Regions from separate parts of the Mus musculus genome. Here region 2 is linked to region 1. The links are chromatin contacts, called in public HiChIP or PLAC-seq maps. All regions are on one chromosome and are shown on one strand. Each heading gives the region's core, a stretch centred on a gene start, on an enhancer-like site or on the middle of the called end of the contact. The rest is flanking DNA. Distances are from core to core; before and after follow the strand shown. Region 1 overlaps Tesk2 (testis-specific kinase 2). Region 2 holds the start of Ccdc163 (coiled-coil domain containing 163).

Region 1 (4,957 bases), core at 1,417-3,916:
TGACAGTCTTCCACATACAGGACCCCTGACCTGGCCCACCTCGTAGCGTAGTAAAAGAGCAGCTAGACACAATTAGACATGAGGTAGGAGGTGGTGGGGCCTTCTGAGTTCTTCAGTAGAAGCTCCAAAATAGTCTTGTGTGTGTGAAGAGAAAGGGTAATCTTCATGAAAACATCAGAGAGATGGTTGAAATTACAGCTGTGAATAGATTCTACGAGAGCCAGCTTGGAAAGGCAATTTTAGAGTGTGTGTGTGTGTGTGTGTGTGTGTGTGTGTGTGTGTGTGTAAGGGAATACTGTGGTTGAAACTAGAACCTTGAACATAATAAGCAATCTGCAGTCCCCAGCCTTCCTTTTTTTAAGATTTATTTTTATTTATTTATTTTTTTGTGTGTATGAATGTTTTATTTACATGTGTCTGTGCACCATGTTCCTACACAGAGGCCAGAAAATGTAGATGGTCGTATATGTGCTGGGAAATGAACTGAGGTCCTCTCAAGGGCAGCTTGTGCTCTCAAGTGCAGAGCCATCTCTCCAGCTCCAACAGTTCTCCCATTTTTTTATTTTTTATTTTATTTTTATTTTGGGGGGGTTTCGAGACAGGGTTTCTCTGTATAGCCCTGTCTGTCCTGGAACTCACTTTGTAGACGAGGCTGGCCTCAGAAATCTGCCTGCCTCTGCCTCCCGAGTGCTGGGATTAAAGACGTGGGCCACCACGCCCGGCTTTATTTTTTTATTTTGAAACCTAATCTCAATAAGTTGTCTAGGATGGCCTTGAAATAACCCTGTTCAGGTAGACCTTGCATTTGCAATCCGCTTGCCCATCTTTCTAAGCAGCTGGAGCTACAGGTCTGTCCCACGAGGTTCAACCAATGTGAGGAACTTAGCGACATAATATGTGGCCTCACTGTAGCCCAGCAGATGCCATGTTTGCTATATTAACACTACTTGTAGATTTTTGTTGTTCTTCTTGCTTTTGTTTTTTTTTTTTTTTTGAGACAGAGTCTCTCTATGTATCGCTGACTGTCTTGGAGCTTGATCTGTAGATCAGACTAGCCTCAAATTCAATAGATTTACCTACCTTAGAGTGATGGGATAAAGCAACTGTACTGCCACACCTGGCTTGTTTGGAGATGTCCTTAACTAAATTTTAAAGGATTGGTAGAATTTTTGAAAAGTAGGTTCCAAAAATACTTCTTCAAGCAACAGTGTAAACGTATGAGAACTTAGACCCTAAGCAGGAGTGGCAAGTTATATAACTACAATAAAGAATGATGTTAGATGTGATAGGAGATAAGGAGGGCTGGACCAGAACGTTCAGACCTTTTGCAGTTTTTGTGTTTATTATTTTTCATTTTTAGGTCTTTGGGGACAGAATCTCATGTTGTCCCAGCTGGCCTCGGCCTTTCAGTGGACCTGAGAATACCTTAGAACTGTTGTCTTCTGAGTCCCGCTCCCACAGGCTGAGGCTGTACCTTTGTGCCACCATGCCCTGCTCTCAGTACTGAGTAACACGTTGAGGAATTTAGTCCGCAATCAGGGCTGTAAAACTTTCAGTAACCAGGAGCTCAGGAAGGAAAGGGGTTGGGTTTTGTTCCTTTAAATTATTTATTTTAATCTTTTTTTATATGTATATGCATTTTACCAGCATGTGCATATGTGTGTGTACCAAGTGAATGTCTGGTTCCCACAGAGGTCACAAGAAGGTATTAGACCTCTTGGAACTGGGAGTTACAGATGGTTGTAAGCCACCATGTGGGTGCCAGGAACCAAAGGAACCAGTGCTCGTAATTTTTTAAAGTTTAAAAAAATTTTTTATTTTATGTATATGAGTGTTTTGCCTGCTTATATGTAAATGTGCTACATGTATGCAGTGTCCATAGAGGTCAGAAAAGGATGTTGGGTTCCTAATAACTGGAATATAGATAATTGTGGTTCTGAGAACTGGTCTTCTAGACGAGCAGTTATTGGTCTTAACCACTGAGCCATCCATCACTCCAGCCCCAATAAGAAGTCTTTAAAAGAATTAAGGCGGAGAGCGATGGGAGGAGACCTGATGTTGACCTCTGATCTCTTACTGTGCACACATAGAATACTGTATCTGTACTCGCGCACACACACACACACACACACACACACACACACACCAGCACATTTGGAATAGTGTACCTATGTACACACACAAAAACACACATACACACCAAAAATAAATAAATAAAAATAAAACAAGATCCCAATTTTCTTCTTGATATGAATCAGTATATAATATAAAACTGAAAATAACAAATTTGAGCCCTCACTAGCTTTTAAGCACTTGCCTAAGAACGCACTTCCAAGGCCTGGAATGGTGGTGCATTCCTTTAACCTCCAGCACTTGGGAGGCAGAGGCAGGCGGATTTCTGAGTTTAAGTCCAGCCTGGTCTACATAGTAAGTTCCAGGACAGCCAAGGCTGCACAGAAAAACCCTGTCTTGAAAGAAAGAAAGAGAGAGAAAGAGAAAGAGAGAGAGAAAAAAAGGAAGAAAGGAAGGAAGAAAGGAAAGAAAAGGGAAAAAAGAAAGAAAAGAAAAGAGCACAGCTTCATTCTGAGTCACTTAAGTAAATGCTGGCTCTCATGATTGAGGAGGGAGTGGGCAATCATTCAGAAGCTAGGTGCAGTAGCACAGGAGGAGCACGTGTTCAAGGCCACCCACACATACATTGTAAATTCAAGCCCATCCACCCTGTGCTACAGAAAACAACACAACAGCAGACGCACAAAACAAAATAAACTAAAACAAAGAAAGGGAGGAAGAGAGGCTCAGAATGAATCAGGAAGAGTGTGGTTTTATTTAAGTGCCTCCTGTTTTGAGACTGGGTTTCACTGTGTAGCCCACACTGACCTTGGACTTACAGTCCTGCTGCTGCAGCCAAAGTGCTGGAACTGCAAGTTCATGCCACCATATCTAGATGGCTTTTCAGGTTTTAATGTGGAAATGAACTTGTGCATAGAGCAGGCTGGCCTTAGAGTTCGATGACTCAAAGCCTTTACGTTTTGTAGGCTGGTACTATAAAGATACACCACCACACACAATTTATGTTTATGCTAGGCAAGACCTCTACCCATCAAACTATGCTCCCAGCCCAATGACACCACTTTGAGTGTATCAGTGCTAGTCGGCTGTGTAAGGAATGAGGTCAGGTAGAAAAGCAATGCTCCTAATTGTGATATAATGATGCCAAAGCAGGGTGGGAAAGAAAGCAGGTAGAAGACTGTCATATGATGTCTGTGCCTGTGGTTGTGTTCTGTGAGTGATAGGATGTTATTGCCTGACTTCTTTATAAATACTAATTAAATAAATCAAATACATCTTGGCTTCCCAGCCTAGTGCCTGCCTGGAAATATTCCTCCTTTCTTTTCTTTATGCCTTTGGAGACAAGGTCTCAGTACATAGTGGCAGTAAAATGCTGTTTTATAATCAAGCTCACTGATTGGGTGGTTATGACCTCTCACTCAGTAACTGCTTACACAGAACACTGTGTGTGACCCACACTGTCCATGGGAGCGTAGGAGCTAGGAGCTGGACTCTTTTAAAGAGGTATTTATTAGTAGTATTAATACTGTGTATGGAAGCCAGAGGACAGCTTTGTGGATTTGGCTCTCTCCTCCCTTTGTGTGGGTTCCAAGGATGGCACTCAGGTCATCAGGCCTCGAAGTAGGCTGTTTACCTGTTGTCATCGCCCAAGCTCAAGATCTGCACTTCTTTTTATTTTTTAATTAAAAAAAAAAAGTTTTCAATGTTTTTTTTGTTTGTTTGTTTGGTTGGTTGGTTTGTTTTGTTTTCGAGACAGGGTTTCTCTGTGTAGCCGAACTCAGAAATCCACCTGTCTCTGCCTACCAAATGCTGGGATTAAAGGTGTGCACCACCACCACCCGGCTTCAATGCTTATTTTTATTTTATGTGCATTGCTGTTTTGCTTGCATATACATCTGTTATGAGGATGTCGGATCCCCTGGAACTGGAATTAAAGACTGGTGTAAGCTGCCGTGTGGGTGCTGGAATTTGAGCCCTGGGTCCTCTGGAAGAACAGCTAGTGCTCTTAAGCACTGAGCCACCTCTCCAGCCAGCCCTGCTTTTAATGTTTTTAAACATTTATTTATTTACTTGCTCTGTGTGTGTGTGATAAGGAGATCAGAGGATAACCTGCAGGAGTCTGTTCTTTTTTTCCACAGTATTGGTCTTGGAGATAGAACTCAAGTTGTTCAGCCTAGTGGCAGACGCTTTTACCTGCTGGGGTGCCACACCAGTTCACACTGTACTCTCTTAATATTCCAAGTGGGGGAATCAGTTATGCCATAGAATAACTATACTTTCTAGTTCATATTATGATTGTTTCCTCTTCACAGTGGCTATAGGAGTTAGGCAATCGTAATTACTTCTGTTTTGGGTGTGAAAACACACACCCAGTTGTAGTCTGACTTCAGACTCAGATGGTCTCCGTTGATGCGAACCAGCAGTTACTCAAAGCAGAGGGAACATGCAGACCGGCAGCACGGGAAGAAGGAAGAGCTGTTCTGCTAATAGCCTAGGTCAGCCATGGCATCCTTTGCAGAGATGATGACATTTTAGTTGATCTTGGAAGGGGATTTTTCACAGTTCTATTACTCTGAAGAGATAACATAACCAAGGCAACTCTCATAAGAAAAGACAGTTAATTCCAGGGCCTGCTTACGGTTCCAGAGGCTTAGTCCATTATCATGTTGGGGAACATGGTGCTGGAGCAGTAGCCGAGAGCTAGTTTTCTCCTGATCTGCAGGCGGGGAGAGAGAGAGAGAGAGAGAGAGAGAGAGAGAGAGAGAGAGAGAAGGAAGAAGAAGGAGGAGGAGAAGGAGGAGAAGAAGGAGAAGAAGAAGAGGAGGAGGGAAGGGGAGGGAAGGGGAGAGGAGAAGAGAGATGGGCTTTTGAAACCTCAAAGCCC
Region 2 (4,957 bases), core at 1,617-4,116, 58 kb before region 1:
TATAATAAATAAATAAATCTTTAAAAAAAAAAAAAAAAAAAAAGAAGTTGCAGAATGTCAGGGCTCCTAGCCCTAAGGCTAGATTGTGCCCTAAGCTAGGTCAACAGGGAAGCAGATGTGGATTTGGGAGTTGAAGGAAAGTTCCACATTACCTCTGTAACACTCCTCAGGTGGTAGGACACACATTGATCCACCGGGTCTCTCAGTGTTTGGAAGTGGCAGCTCTTTAAGAAGGGTTTGAGGGCTCTGTCAAACATAGCAGGTGTGCTGAGTACCAGGAAGGCCAGGGTAGGTCCTGGGAAGGGCAAGTGGAAGGCTGGAGGCAGGAGTTCATTGTACCACGCCACCTGGAACACAGAAAGCTCAGGCAGTTGGATCTCTGAGTTTGAGAACAGTCTGGTTTACAGAGCAAGTTCCAGGACAGCCAGGGATACACAGAGAAGCCCTGTCTTTTTTTTTTTTTTTTTTTTTTTTTTGGGGGGGGGGTGGGGAGAATTAAAAAAAGAAAAAAGAAAAAGAAAGAAAGAAGCTGGGCGTGGTGGCGCACGCCTTTAATCCCAGCACTTGGGAGGCAGAGGCAGGTGGATTTCTGAGTTCAAGGCCAGCCTGGTCTACAGAGTGAGTTCCAGGACAGCCAGGGCTACACAGAGAAACCCTGTCTCGAAAAAACAAAACAAAAAAAGAACCCCATCCCCCCGCCCCTCTCCCCCACCAAAAAAAAAAAAAAAGGAAAGAAAAAAAGAAGGAAATGCACTAGGGGAAGGCTTGAGAGATTAGTAGGAGAGAGGTTGGGCCTGGCCTTACATATCAACTTAAAAACTATGGCACCAACTTGGTGAAGATGAGGAGTCATTTAACCCTTAAAAGAATAAAGTGACCAATAATTGCATTACTAAGATCTGGTTGCGCTGTAGAGAATGGATTGGAGCCAAGATGGCAGCAAGGAGATTATAATAATTCATATGTGAGAAGTGTTCTGGGATATAGGATAGGTTGGTGGGCTAAAAACAACAACCTGTGTTTGGAAGATTCAGGTGATATTCATGGTGGCTGTTGGATATAGGACTGGAAAGGTGAGTAGCAAGACCTTAGGAGACAGGCGGGGCTAACTCTGCTCAGTATAATAGTTCCTATTATCCAGACTAGACACACACAAGTTTAAAATAAGATGGGGTCTCACTATAGCTCTGGCTGACCTGGAGCTTGCTATGTATATCAGGCTGGTCTGGAAGACTCGGCCTCCTGAGTGCTGGGGTCAAAGGCTTCAGCCACCATGCCTCACATTCACATAGGCACTTCTATTCTTTCCCATATCTGCCTTCCATCACTACCTTCCATCACTGCCTCCAAATTCTGACTTTTAAAAAAAGATTTAGTTACTTATTTTATGTATGTGAGTACACTGTAGCTGTCTTCAGACACACCAGAAGAGGGCATCAGATCCCATTACAGATGGTTGTGAGCCACCATGTGGATGCTGGGATTTGAACTCAGAATCTCTGGAAGAGCAGTCAGTGCTCTTAACTGCTGAGCTCTCTTTCCAGTCCCAATCTGACTCTAGAATGTACATAATTCTCCTCTCCTTTCAATCCATCTTTTCATATACATTTCTCTGTTTTTGTGCTGGTGACTGAGATTTGCAAATGCTAAGCCAGCACTCTAGCTAGCTAGCCATCCACCTATCAGATAAATTTCTGATAGATGGATAGATAGATATACATCTCACTTAGTTTTATAGCCTCAGCTTTCAATTTTGTTTTTGCCTCATTACTAGGAATTGAACCCAAGACCTCAAGCATGGCTTTCAAACTAGACTTAACTTCTCAATAGTATCTTCTTACAAGTCTTCCCCTGGAAAGCTCAATGGCCTAGGAATCTTAAGATAGGCCAAAGGACACAGGCGGATTTTAGTTTGTGTCTTAAACATAATTTTGTTCACTCAGCACTGTGGGAGGAAAGTGTGGAATAGGGCGGGGCTGGGTGGGGTGGAGAGGGACTGTGGTTACAGAGACTTCTGTACCAGGCGAGCGTGAGGAATTTCTATGCTCAGTCCCGTATTGATGGCAAGCAACACCATGAATTAGCCTTCTGTTGGCTGGCCGAACAAACTAGCCAATTGTCTCTTGTTCAACATTAGGAATACTCTTCTCTCTTCATCTGATCGAGTACACTGTCACACCAACCTTCCAAGTTTTGACCTCTTCTAATTCCTTTGGAAGAATCTGATGATCCCGCCCACACCGGGAGACCGTTTTCTGGTAAATTATAATGATGACAGGTTAGGGGATCTTGGGCTGTATCCCATTCATTTGTTTGACATCATAAAGACATAAAAGGGCAAACATGTGTTTCTCTACGTTTTTTAATCAAGCCCCATTTTACAACACGACCTGGTCATCAGATGGCTGCAGTAGGTTGAGAGGATCAGAAGGGCTCACCGGCCTTCACACTTTTGGCACCAAGGCCAATCCTAGAGCTCACCCTAGGACCACAGGGAAGACAAACCAACCTGGAAGGGATAAACTTCGAAGCCAAAAGGACACAAGGTGTCCTCAATCTTCTGCTTCAGCTCTGCGACTCGCGGCTCCATAACGCACGCTGAACGCTGAGCTTGCTGGGAAATGGAGTCTCATAGCTAACTTAGGCTTGTATGCGTCCATCAGGGCTGGACTACATTTCCCAAGAAGTAAAGGAATAGTAACGGACTCAACTGACTCTGCACGGTGCATCTTGGTACACGTAGTTACTTTTGTCCTTGTAGCCCAAACATAACCGAGTCTGGAAGACTCCGTGTCCCGACGAGCTTCACGGGAGGTGTGAGTGTGAACGCACAGGGCACGTATTTCCAGGGAAACGTATTTCCGCCCTCTATTGCCTGTGGTCTCCGCAAGAAGCGGACTCAGTTTCCCGGGTGGCGCTGCGGCACCGGTACTTAAAATCTCATTCTCCGCCTACCAGAGTTTGAACTCTTGAGCGGCACTTGTCACTTGTCTCAGTGGTGATAGCGTCCTTGATTTGTGGAGGTCTCAACCAAAATTCGGTTCATTCTACCCTCTCGATATTATTCTGTTTTCTTCCCCCCTCCCCGACCCCCCACTTTTCAAAGTACTCTGTTCCGTAGTTCTAGATTCACAGTATTGCTATCGCACTGTTTCTGTAGCCCTAATATATTCCCACTTTCCTTATTTCCATCTAACTCTGTGGCTTGTCCTGGGCTGGCCCGCGGGTATCTGAGTGTGGAAGAGCAAGAACAGGGAAAGTTAGAGACGCAATTTCAAGTGCTCCAGGATGAACAGGAGCCCTAGCTGGTCTGATCAGCTTCATGCGGTTCTCAGTTCAACTGATGAAAATATGGCCCGGATTAAGGTAAGAGGGGGACCTCTGGGATCCCCATCTAACCCCTCCCATTGGGAGGCTAGGCTAGGGCTTAGTAAAGGGCACTGAGAGCTCACTGGCTTGTTGAACTGTTTGCTGGTTTTTTTTTTTTTTTTTTTTTTTTTTTTTTTTGTAGCAGAGTTTGTATCCCTTTCGAGTTTCCTCTACAGGTAAGTATTGTCTTTTCTCCCAGCCCTTTGTCTTCTCAGAGCCTCCTTTCTTTCAGTGCCTGCCTGTACAGCTCACAGTTCTGTACAAATCCCAGCTACTTCCTGTCCTCTGATTTCCTACACAGACAGACCCTGCTCTTGTCCCTTCCCTATTCCCACAATAGGGGACCTGGCTGACACCTGGACTTCTCATCGCTTACCTCCTCAGCCAGAGGCCCAAGCTCAACAGCCTTGGGCTCTAAAGACTCCCACTCTTGGAGAGAGACTGAGCTGTACTGAAGCCCACAGCTCCTCTCTCTGGGATGAAGTTACTAAACTCCGATCCCAGCTTCAGGCTCAGGCTCAGGTGAGGTATTAGGGGTATGTACGTGGTGATAATGTGAGACGAGAATATTAGGAGTTGGGACAATGACTTAGAAAGGAATGTCTGGGTTTTCTCTGCTTGGGTAGGTGACTGAGGCGCTGAAGCATTCTGTACAGAGCCTGTTGAAGGATCGGGAGCAACATATGTTCAAGATCAGTGCTCTAGAAGGTATTGGGCCAATTCTTTTCTATGTATGGCACACAGAGTTTTAAAATGGAAACCAAGAGTTTTGCACATGCTAATGATCTGTGCTCTACCACTGATGTACATACAGCTTTCGAGTTTTGCACATGCTAATGATCTGTGCTCTACCGCTGATGTACATACAGCTTTCGGTTGTGGGGCTTAGCCTTTTAGTGAATGGGTGAGCTTCTCTCCCTCCAGCCCTACACAGCTTTACCTATGTGTCATTTGCTCTCATGTGAGTCTCTTAGAGCCACTGACCTTACTTTCCCCTCTACAGCATCACTAAAACTGCTGCAGGAGGGCCCCAAAGGGAGAGCCCTTCTGGAGCAATGCCTGGAAGGGCTGAAAAAGGAACTGCAGGGCCTTCGGAGTCAGGTTCAAGAGCTAGTCCAAAACCAAATGAAAGCAAGACCAGGAAAGTTGGGTCCTGCCAGTGGCTTTCACCAAGAGCTGCAGAGTGAGTAAGTGATGGGCAAGGCTTCACCCTTTTGGTTGTTTGTTTAAGATGTGCTTCTTGGGGGCTGGAGAAATGGCTTAGAGGTTAAGAGCACTGACTGCTCTTCAAGAGGTTCTGAGTTCAATTCCCAGCAACCACGGGTTGGCCCACATCTGATGACCTCTTCTGGCCTGCAGGCATACATGTTGTATATATAATAAATAAAAATTTTTTAAAAATGTGCTTCACTCTTCCTCTACTCCTTCTCCTCCTCTTCTTCTTCCCCTTACCCCTTTCTCTCCACATGTTTCTGGCAGGCCTCTCCTCTCCTCTTTCTCTGTTCTCTCTCTCTCTCCCTCTCCCCCTTTCCAACTCCCCTTCTGTGCCCTGAATAAACTCTATTCTATACTATTTTTTAAAAAATGT

The links. HiChIP or PLAC-seq counts read pairs in DNA pulled down with a chosen protein or histone mark.
Region 2: a contact with region 1 is called in an H3K27ac HiChIP or PLAC-seq map of embryonic stem cells, with 13 read pairs. The contact joins the promoter of Ccdc163 here to the enhancer-like site in region 1. A contact is called at or near these places in 1 of 39 promoter capture datasets (macrophages), 2 of 15 datasets of contacts at CTCF or cohesin (the NIH/3T3 cell line and embryonic stem cells), 8 of 484 Hi-C or Micro-C datasets (the G1E-ER4 cell line, the HL-1 cell line, bone marrow-derived macrophages and 4 more), 9 of 115 datasets of contacts at active chromatin or transcription factors (the SCID.adh cell line, bone marrow-derived macrophages, embryonic fibroblasts and 5 more) and 3 of 9 other capture datasets (adipose tissue, liver and pancreatic islet).

What each region holds. Positions count from the first base shown.
Region 1 is chr4:116,764,230-116,769,186 of GRCm38.p6, forward strand. All of the region lies in intron 3 of Tesk2 (testis-specific kinase 2), which reads left to right. Among named protein-coding and RNA genes, the nearest start is that of Toe1, 41 kb to the right of the region's middle. Within about 2 kb of position 2,667, at least 11 of the 459 cell types and tissues checked have an H3K27ac peak or open chromatin away from gene starts, as enhancers often do. A contact at or near this core is called in adipose tissue and embryonic stem cells, where this site is marked.
Region 2 is chr4:116,705,729-116,710,685 of GRCm38.p6, forward strand. Ccdc163 (coiled-coil domain containing 163) reads left to right here and starts at 2,867. Exons shown (of 10, transcript NM_026714.3): 1 at 2,867-3,366; 2 at 3,512-3,545; 3 at 3,710-3,891; 4 at 3,996-4,077; 5 at 4,373-4,556. The coding sequence starts at 3,289. It overlaps Mmachc (methylmalonic aciduria cblC type, with homocystinuria), which reads right to left and starts at 2,657. Exons shown (of 4, transcript NM_025962.3): 1 at 2,510-2,657; 2 at 153-347. The coding sequence starts at 2,590.